2 separate regions of the Macaca mulatta genome follow, and region 2 is linked to region 1. A link is a contact called in public Hi-C data. All regions are on one chromosome and are shown on one strand. Each heading gives the region's core, a stretch centred on a gene start, on an enhancer-like site or on the middle of the called end of the contact. The rest is flanking DNA. Distances are from core to core; before and after follow the strand shown. Region 1 has its middle 140 kb from the start of RUNX1. Region 2 overlaps RUNX1 (RUNX family transcription factor 1).

Region 1 (5,708 bases), core at 1,182-3,681:
AGTGAAAATGTAAGGAGAGAAATGGTCCAGTAGAATATTATAAATATTAATAAATCTATAGCTTTCTGAATTACCTACAGCCTAAGAAAGGTGATGAGACTTGGGCAATGTCTTGTGTAAAATAAATGGGAAGGATTCACTGAAAAAAAAATCTGTGAAGAGCAAATAACTTCTTGAAAGACAGCATTTCACTTCACATTATTGTTATTTGCTTTAACGGGGAATCCTGTGCAAGCACAAAACTTGTCTTCTCAGCTTTGGGTACTGCATTCTGTCCCTGTAGACAGGCATCCACAGGAGAAGCTAAAGAACCTGTAAAGGGCTGGGTATGGTGGTTCAAATCTGTAATCCCAGCCCTTGGGGAGGCTGAGGCAGGAGGATCGCTTAAAGCCAGAAGTTTGAGATGAGCCTGGGCAACATAGTTAGACCCCACTTCTACAAAAAATATTTAAAATATTAGAAGGCATGGGGGTGCACAGCTGTAGTCCCAGCTACTCAGAAGCTGAGGCAGAAGGATTGCTTGAGCTCTGGAAGTCAAGGCTGCAATGAGCTACGATCGTGGCACTGCTCTCCAATCTGGGCAACACAATGAGACCCCATATCTGCAAAAAAATTTAAAAAATTATTCGGGCATAGTGGCATGCACCTATAGTCCCAGCTACTCAGAAGACTGAGCCAGGATGATTGCTTGAACCTAGGAAGTTGAGGCTGCAGTAAGCTTTGATTGCATCACTGCACTCCAGCCTGGGTAACAGAATGTGCGCAGAAGTAAAACTCGATGAATTTCCATCAGAATTCCTGGAACTCCCTCAGGGGCAGATGTGGCATTGAGGAGTCGCCAACCCTGCATTACTACCCAGCTACGATAAATTTACTGAGCAGCTTTCATAAGTAAACCCATGGACAAGCTATCATCTCCCTGACCTGGTTTTTGTGAAATTGCTGGTTAGGTTGCTGAGTTGCTTCCAGTTTTTGAAGAGGGGTGGTGTCCCTCAAGGTCATGCATTTGGTGTGACTGGATGAAGTGGCCATCAGTGGTCTTCCAAACACTGGGATCCAATAGCCCTAGACAATGGCAGGCCTGGCAGCCCGCCCTGGACTGGACTGGCAAATGCTGATGGGATGAGCCCTGCATGTGGCATTACCAGTGGATGAGCCTTCTCAGAGCCTAACTGTTGTTTAGAGCAAACGAGAGTATGGACATTTTAGTCTTTACTGTAACATGAGAATAAGAACACCCATAGTGCATTGCATTTATGAATTAAATGTCATAAGACCATCAAGTGCTTAGCACAATACTGAATAAGAGGATGCAGTCAATGAGCGTTAGTTTCGCAGTCCTGGGGGTGTTCGACCCTCCCTGTTCACGTCAGGGATGCTGAAATGTGTACATGTGCTAAAAGAGATACGTAGGAATAAGTTCTTAAGTGAAGAAAGTAGAAAAAATGGGAAAGTACTATGCTGAACATGAAGGTTACTGAGTTTCATGAGATGACTTGGTCAATTTTCTACATTTAGGTCTTTAGCTGAAATGTACAAACAAGTTTAAACCAATTCAACATTTGTATGATATATACACACAAACATATGTGTGTGTGTGTGTGTGTGTTCTTTTACTGTTAATAGTTTGAAAAAAAGTGTTTTGTTGGGGGTGGTTCTTTTCCTTTAAGCTGTGCTTTTAGAAGTTTACTGTGTTCTTAAATATATCTTTTACATGTAAGTGAAATCTTTGTTTCCTAAAAAAAAAAAAAAACCACATCCTTGATTTTGCAGTGGAAATCAATGAAGCAACTGGCTATCCTCAGAAATTCACTTTATAATCTTAGAGAAGCTCCAAATTTAGTGGGAAGTAGCACTAAACCAAACATATCAATATCTAGTGTCACTTTGACTTTTCTCTCAAGGCAACTTTGGCAAGACTCAGTATTTTGAAACAACCCATACATGTGAATCCCCATTTGTAGTTTTTTTTTTAAACTATCTAATTTTGAGTTAATTATTTACCCCTTCCAAAGCCTATCTTCCCTCCCATCAGTTTCTCCAGGTTGTTTTCTTTTATGTTACTTTTCCTTTATACTATAATTTGCCTTATATAAGTCAATTCAAGGTCACACATCAAACACTGGTTATGTGTTTGTATACTATGTATTGTCACATCACATAAATTTAGAATCTGCTGGGATAAGAACAACATTTTATTCCTCTCTTTTCTTCCTTCCTCCAATTCCCAAAGTAGAGAATTCAGAAGAGTGGTGCTTGCCAGCAATTTTTGATGAGAGATCAAGCTGTTGGGGAATGTGCTTCTCCTCTTATTTCATTCCATTTGAATCTGTGACTGTTGAAGTTTTCCACGTTCTTATACTGACTCAACAAATGTCCCCAGGGGTATTTCCATCTTCTAACCATTAGTTCACTTTCTTTGCTTATTCACTCCCAGTTGCTTGGTGAACTGAGCCAGGATATCAGTGATTAATGACTCAGTACTATTTCAGGAATCCCCAGCATTTTCCATATGCTGACTCACCTACAGTTTTCTATGTTCACCTGTTGGGAGCATGGCTGTGGCATAGGACATGTGGCTTTGGATGGCCAGAAGGCTCTGAAAAGTTATATGCAATTACAAAACTGCAATCCGAACAAAGCCTTTTTGCCTGTTTTTCTTTGGCACTTTTCTTCCCTTGAGCAAGTTCCTTGAGAACAGAGATGGATTTCTCTTAGTCATCTTTGAATTACCAGTGACTACCTTAGTACTTAGGGTTACAATGAAATATCTGTACTTAGTAACTATTCATTTAATGATGGAGTAATGTAATCTTGAGGAGTCTCAAAGACAGTTAATTTATGTTTGGTGAATTGTAATGGTTGTAAACATGGAAGAACCATTTTAAGAAGATAAAGACTTAGGCCAATATCCAGGAATGACTTAACTGTCTAAAGTCTTGGGGTTACTTAGAAAGAATGATATGATGAGAAAATCATAAAAAGACCAAAAAAGAGTTGAAGCAGTTGAATGAAACCTGCCAAAGGTTTCATTACTGTGCAGCCTTATTGGTGTTGATTCTCTTAAGCTGGTCTTTCCTGCAAAACACATCGCTCGTTTTTGTCTGTCTTTAGCACTAAACCCAACTCTTGTTCACACTAACCCCTTTCTTCAAATATATGACATGAATTACATGAAATAAGTATACCGTTAGGGATCCCCACAACCATCCTCAGATTCAATGACTCACTAGAAAGACTTACAGGATTCCGCATATGGTCATATTCACAGCTACAGTGAATTACAGTGAAAAGATACCAAAGGAGATCAACAAAGTGAAAAGGCACATGAGTTCAAGTCCAGAGGAAACAAGAAACAAGCTTCTATGAGTCCTGTCTCCCAGTGCAGTCGTACAGGACATGCTTAATTCCTTCAGTGTCGAATTGTGACACATGTTGTCTACCAGGGAAGATTGTTAGAGATTCAGTATCCAGAGTTTTTATTTGGGGCTGCTCACATAGGCACTCTTACCCTAACACGCACCAACATTCCAGACTCTCCAAGAAAAGCAGGTGTTCAGCATAAGTCACATTGTGTTTATAAACACTTTAGGTATAGTAAACCAACTTTATCAATTAGTTAAAGCTTATCAATTAATTAAGCCACTTTCTAGTGGTGGAAACACTACTGACATCCAAATTTTCAGATGTCAACCAGCGACCAACCTTGCAAGTAGGTTTTCGTCAGGCTAGCAGTCTCAAGACTGCTATATTTACAGTGAAAACCAAGCTCGTCATCTTTCCCTATCTTGGAATATTCCACCCTCTCAATGCCAGCTCTGTGCATTGCTGATTTTATCATTCAAACTTGAACTCTAACAGTGTCTCCTAAAGGAGCCCTAGCTGGCCATACTACTGAAAGCAGCTCCTATACCAAGTCTCCCTCTACTATTGTCCAGCCCCCTTTGAATTTTATCTGTGTGTTCCATGTTGGAAGGGATCTTTGTTGTGTTTCTTTCTCTATATTCTGGACCCAGAAGGGTGTCAGACCCTTACACAGGATTTCAATAAATAGTTCTAAAATTAATTGAATGACTTAGCCCTTTCAGAAGTCCTTTTGTTCATTTATGTGTTGACTTTTATGTTGTCAGTATATTTGGCATCCTGGAATGTAAGCTCTGCTAAGTTAGACTTATCTTGTTTTCTGCTGTATCTCTAGCAGCTGGAAGAGCACTGACCACATAGAAAGTTCTCCATGAATACTTATGGAGGCTGCATAATTTATGAGGAAAAGAGGTTTATTTGGTTTACAGTTCTACAGGCTGTACAAGAAGCATGACACCAACATCTGCTTCTGATAAGAGCTTCAGGAAGCTTCCACTCATTGGGGAAGATGAAGAGGAGCAGGCTTGTGCAAGTCACATAGTGAGAGAAGAAGCAAGAGAGAGGGGAGGGAGATACCAGGGTCTTTTAACAACTGGCTGGGGGTGAACTTTTGAGGGAACGAATAGAGTGAGCACTCACTCACTCCTGCAATGGCAGCACCAAGCCATTCATGAGGGATCCACCCCCATAACCCAAACACTTTCTACTAGGCCCGACATCTAACAATGGGGATCAAATTTCAACATGAGGCTTGGAGGGGACAGATATCCAAATTATGCAAGACAGTTATTATTCCATATATTCTGATCTGTTTGTGGGAGAGATGGAACTGTGTTTCTTCATGATTTCCTTCCAAAAGTATTGATGGAATACAGACTTTGTTTAGTCCATGTACCAAAATAGTCACTGGAGATTCATAGGTGACTGAACAGGTTCATTGCTGGATTTAAGGTGTCCATAGACAAATAGGGTTAGACAAACTCATGTGAATCATTGTAAAGCAAGTGTAATGGCTGGAGAGATAGATGATAGATTAGATAGAGGTATATAGATATACATAAATACATATATATGCATATACATATATATACATATGTATATTACACAAAAATGCATGCATTATAAAGTAAATGCAATAATAGATGTGGATATAAGATTTTATTCATACAGAAGGGAGAGGGCTTAGGCTAGCCTAAGGTGTCATAAGAGGAATCAGAAAGAGATAGTCCCTGAGCTGAATCACATACCCTTCAAGGAGAATTGTGACAAAGTGGGTTTGGAAGGAGCCCTCCAGGCAGGGCACATCAAGAACTTTAGGAGTTCCATATTGATAGCACATGTGAGTCAGGAGGAGTGAGAGTATTTCCTGGGAAAGTGGCCAAAGTTCTTGCTAAGGCACTTGGGCTTTGCTTTGGAGATGATAGCAGCCACTGAAGGGTTCATTCAAGGAACCCTTGAATGTTCTGGTTTGATTTGGGACCAGATAATTCTGGTGACTCCAGGGAATGGCTTTCAGGACAACAATGTTGTTAGTGGAAAGAATGATTAGAGGCTCTTGCACTAATCAAGGCAAGAAGTGACTAGGGGCCTGCAGAAACCAGAGTAGAAATGCATGAGAGGTGGAGATAGGAAGAGTCAAGAAATAACTAGGAATAAAGTAAAAAGAAGTTGTAGTGTGACTGGTTAAGGGCAAAGGCACAATGATGCCTGCAAATTCCGTTTCTCTAGATTATATGAGTGACTCGATAGAGAACACATAGGAAGATAGAAATTTGAAGGAAAGATTTTGAGTTCTGTGTAGTACAGAGAAAGTATGAAATACCTGTGGGTTGTATGGTGTGCAA
Region 2 (5,196 bases), core at 1,240-3,739, 310 kb after region 1:
CAGTAAATAATTATTATATTCCCCATGATAAAGAGAAGCAAATGTGAAACAATGATAAGGCCCGATGGTATTGATGAAACGATCATTGAAGGGCTTCTTAGGAGTATCCTGAAGTTCTGTAGGAAAATCCTCTATGTCAATCTTCTGAACTAAAGAGAGATTTAAAATTATGAATTTTCTTTAAAATAGATTACAATAACCCTACTTGCTTATTTTGAACCCCAACCTGTTCTCCCCCTACTCCTTCCCTCCCATGGAACACCTTTATTTATAGAGTATGAGAGATACTTGTTTTTTACTACTAAGAAAACCTTACATTTGCTGTGTGTTTTGCTGTATTTACAGAAGTAGCCTAAAGAGCTGTTTTGATGACTTAGGATGTATTTGGTAATACCATGGTATTATAGCTTGTTTAGGCTCTGGTACACCACAGTCCAAAGACGTAAACATGCCTTCAGCAAGGAAGTTCAGAGGCCTTGGATTCTGATGGTAATATTCTTTTCATAAAAAGGAAATAAGTAATATATTTGTCGGCAAGATCACGGTCCCTAGCTATGCCTTAAATGTCATCTCAGCTGAATTCTATGTTCCACTCCACAGCCTTCTTTGAAACACTGCAAGGTTAAGGGATTTGAAGTAAATGAATTGTAACTGTAATTTCAACCTAATTAGAACTGGTTTAAAATGCCAGTTTGAACTGTGAACAGGCTAGCCAAGAACAGTATTGGGAGGTCCATGTGGTACAGAAGAGAGTTGATATTTGGCCCAACTTCCTGATACTTTAAAAACAGAGAAGTAAAACAAAATATCAGATCTCTTTGGCCAGCAAGTCCCTTCTTGCCTGTTTGGTCTGTGTTAAAATGTAAATGTTTGTGTTTCCTTACCTATTGTTTATAGCTTTTCATTCCAGTTGTTTCTTTTTTTCAGTTTGAAGTTAGATATTTTTACATTCTCTCTATTTGCCCATCAGTGAAAAAACCTGTATCAAATTAGCACACATGTTAGTTTTAAATTAAAAAAAAAAACTTCTTTAACCTGGCTTGAGTAGGCTTGTTAACAATTGGGCAATATACGTTATTAATGAAATTGCCCTGGATTTAATAGTTCCCCTTTACCCACCCCCACCCTCGTACCAAAACAAAAAATCCCTCAGAGATCAATACAAGGCCAAGTAAATGATATGTAGGTGCCCAAATATCATTGATTCTGCTGCATTTAAAAAAAGAGAGAGAGAGGAGTGGGAGTTAAACTTCTAATTTTTTTTCTTCTTAAATTCCAACATCAACAACCTTTTCTTATTTAGCCTCCATGATAATTTTATCCTATGTTTGTTTTGACTTGGCGAAGGTCTCGTGAATTTGCCAAATTACTAATGAGAATAGTATTGGAAAGATGAGAGAGGCACCAGGCTTGGAGCACTGTGAGGGGAACAGCAGTAGGAGGCAGATAATTCAGAATCCATTCCTGTAGTTATAAAACAAGATTTATTTATTTTCACCTTTTTACAGATCCAGACCCAACAATGAGTTATTCAGTTTGAAACCCACGTCGTCGAGGCAGTCTCTGTATACCTTCTGAATACTGACTTAAAATAGAGAAGCCTGGGTTACCACAGGGAGAGGAGGATGAGGAAGTAAAAATATGTGTTCAAAAAGGGCATTTCAACACCGTGAGCTAACTTTACAAAGGGAAGTGAGAATCATGAAAAAAAGGGGAAAATTCGTTGTAAGAGACTTAAAAGAGCAAAATAAAGCAAGCCCATTTTTCGGGAATAGAAAAAAAAAAAAAAAACAGTAACAATAACCAAATAACTGATCAGGGAGATTTATTTTAGTGATATCTTTTTAAAACAAAAAGGGAATTGTCGTATCACTGCTCTTAATTAAATGGCAACAAACACACTTATTATGGGAACTAAATAGCTAATTAGAGGGTGCTCGGGGAATAAATAGCAGAGTTTTAAACTCTCCTCTATGGAAAACATGTCCAACAATTGCAATGAAAGGATTAAAAAGAGAGATAAAAGGCCCAGACCTCGTTTGGCAGTGCAAGTTGGATAAAATAGAGGAAAATGCCTCCCTGTTTCTATGAGACTAGATTACCCTGCTGTAGTCTTGGGGTTGGAAGTATGCTCATCTCTCATAGTGAGTTAGTTCATGTTCTGTGCCACAACGACTGAAGCAGTTCTACTGAGTAAAAACAATAGATAGTCATCTGGAGGCCAAGGGAAAGGGTGATGGCTGGGCAGATCATGAAAATGGGGATCTTGAGAAACATGACTTTGATATCATACAAGTGAGTCCATGGCAGCCTTTTTTACATATAGAAAAAGAGGCCTGAAAATATATGCTACAGAAAAATTATATAGCAATTATTAAGGTAAAAATTGGGAAGTAGGAGGCAGAGGAAGGAGTGGTAACAGTAGGTTGAGGAATGCTTTACTGTTACCAATTCAAAAACAGCAACCAAAAATGATGATGTAATTAGAATGAGTAATATAAATGTCACTACTGACTTTACCATAAAGAATGTCAGAAATGATCAGAATAAATACAGCTTGGGGCATTTCAATTTGAAGTTGTGTGACTGCTTTGAAAAATAGAAACAAAGGAAATATAGCCAATAATAAATGTCTAGACCAAGAAAATAGTTTCTAGAAGGCCTCAATGATAACCAAGAAATTGATACTATTGTTCGAAGTATCTTTAGGTCATGCTCTTTAGAGTATTTTACTTTGAAATTCATTTTCTTAACTACCTGAGTATAAAAAATATTTATCTACCAGTTTTCTCCAATATCCCTGATAAGACTTCATGCTTATTCAGTTACATTAAATAAATTCCTGGTCAAGATCAGCTGGGCTAGCGGAAAACCTCAGGCATCTGTGAGGATATGAGTTTACACACCTTGGGACTCACAGATATAAAAATACAACTCAATTCTACCCCGGAATTGAGGGGAGTGCACAGAAGTGAATGTCCCGTCTGTCTGAGGTCTGTTGATTTTGTAATTAGTAAACGAAGGGTACATTTCTGATTTTTTTCCCTGTGTGCTGGAATTCATTGCTAGTAAAACTCAAGATAATAGGAGCAAGTAGGAGGTATCAAAGATGAACTATAGAGGGACAGTTTAAGTACTTAAGAATCGTCAGCAAGATGAAATCTACTTTTAGCAGAAATAAGTTTTTTTGTTTTGTTTTGTTTTTTGTTCTGTTTTGTTTTCTAAAAGTAAAGTATGGGCCTTGTTCAGCCTGTTAGTGGAGGTCTGAGCAAGTAAAAGGTGGGTTAGATTATAAACTTACGAACACAGGATGTTCTGTTTCTCAAATGGGAGGAATTAAGAAGAGATTATTGTATTCAGGAGACGACATAGCTTCTCAAAATCCTTGACATCTTGCTATGGTTCGTCTTGTTCCAGCTGTGCTATATGACCTAATCTGGCTTTATTAGGTAAATTTAGTATATGTGTCATTATTTGAAAATTTACATATAGTTATGTATAATGTATTAGGTTGGTGCAAATGTAATTGCAGTTTTTGGAATTAAAAATTGCAAACATCGCAATTACTTTTGCACCAACCTAAAATATAATAAAAAAGTGTCTTCCCCTTATAACTTTTCTGTTGTTTTGCTTGAGTTATCATTGCTATTCCTCTGCAACCTAAAAAAAATCATTGAATATACAATTAATTTTAGAATAATCACTACACAAATGCCCTAAAAGTGTATGTATAACATTCCTGATGTCTGCATTTGTCCCTTGACTGGTGTTTAGGTGGTGGCCCTAGGGGATGTTCCAGATGGCACTCTGGTCACTGTGATGGCCGGCAATGATGAAAACTACTCGGCTGAGCTTAGAAATGCTACCGCAGCCATGAAGAACCAAGTTGCAAGATTTAATGACCTCAGGTTTGTCGGTCGAAGTGGAAGAGGTACGTTATCTGTCAAAACTATGCTTGAAACACGTTTCATGGCAACAAACCCCTATTTCAAAATTCTAGTGATTTCTGTAATGGAATCCCTAGAAACTCGGTCTGTCTTAATGTTCTTATTGCTATGTCCAGCTCTTAAAAAATATTTATTCGAAGTTTAATATTTTTAGCAGAATCTCTATATTATTGCTTTATGTTACTGAGTTGATTTAAGGCTGATTGGGAACATGCAACGTAGGAATTGTGAATTTCAAAGAAACTCTTGAGATTTTTATTAAAATGCAAAAAATATAAAATTTACCTTAATGGAAACTAGGATTATACAATTACAGTGAGGGTTCTCTCTTGGATAACAATACAAAAGCTGTTTAATGGAAACTGTTGACTTATGATCTGTGGGCTATCTGTGAAAAGTGACGGAGTTTCAAATGACCATTTCTAATAATTTTAGGGATTTCTAGTGTATGATGTTGAAACATGGTTTCAAGCAAGCTTACCTTTTTAGAAAAAGACATGAAGAAATAATGTTAGTACCATTGATGGCAGTGTGATCTTCCTGTTGTATTTCTTTTGAATGCCTTATTTAGGAGGAGAGGTTGGGCCTGGTTAAAATTTTAGATACTAATAATATTAGAGACTGGATTATCCAAGAAATTGTTGCATTAGTTCAGCTCCATGTGTGGTTTTATTTTTCCTTGCCTTTAACCCGTTATCAAAGCATTAGAGCAGAAATAGGAATCTCGGCTTATTGTAATTTTCTCTGGTTTCCAATTATTTTCAAGTATTACATTTTCTTTACATTGTAAGAACCAAATCATATTTTATAAAGAGCAACAAGTACTAAAAGTTTAATTGAAGGAGGTAAGATAGTTTTTTAAACTCATTTTTTGTAATATAGTACCGATTAAGCTTACAAGGTTATTGCAAGTATAATAAAAAGACTTACGGTAAATACCTAAATAACAGTAATAGTTCTTGTATTGAAAAAAATGGAAGCACCAATCAAACAACATTTAAAATAACAGAAATTATTACTCTTTAAAAAGGCATTTAAAAACAAGAAAATCTCAGTTCTCAGAGAATTTGATTAGTCAGAAAGGAGAAAGGGGTAAATGTGTGTTGATTATTTTGGTGATTATTTTTGCTATCCTAGCTATCCGGAGCACTTTCATAATAGAATCATAGCTGGAGAAAATAAAAAATTTATATAATGTGATTGAAAATTTATATTCATAGTACTATATTAATAATAGGGCAATGCAAAG

Evidence for each region. A called contact is a pair of places that touch in the nucleus more often than the background predicts.
Region 2: a contact with region 1 is called in a Hi-C map of fibroblasts, with 4 times the contacts expected there. The contact joins two enhancer-like sites. A contact is called at or near these places in 2 of 14 Hi-C or Micro-C datasets (cortical neurons and fibroblasts).

What each region holds. Positions count from the first base shown.
Region 1 is chr3:12,213,565-12,219,272 of T2T-MMU8v2.0, forward strand. No RefSeq gene overlaps it. Among named protein-coding and RNA genes, the nearest start is that of RUNX1, 140 kb to the right of the region's middle. Within about 2 kb of position 2,432, at least 1 of the 40 cell types and tissues checked has an H3K27ac peak or open chromatin away from gene starts, as enhancers often do.
Region 2 is chr3:12,527,397-12,532,592 of T2T-MMU8v2.0, forward strand. It overlaps RUNX1 (RUNX family transcription factor 1), which reads left to right. Exons shown (of 9, transcript NM_001265962.1): 5 at 3,775-3,931. Among named protein-coding and RNA genes, the nearest start is that of RUNX1, 170 kb to the left of the region's middle. Within about 2 kb of position 2,490, at least 11 of the 40 cell types and tissues checked have an H3K27ac peak or open chromatin away from gene starts, as enhancers often do.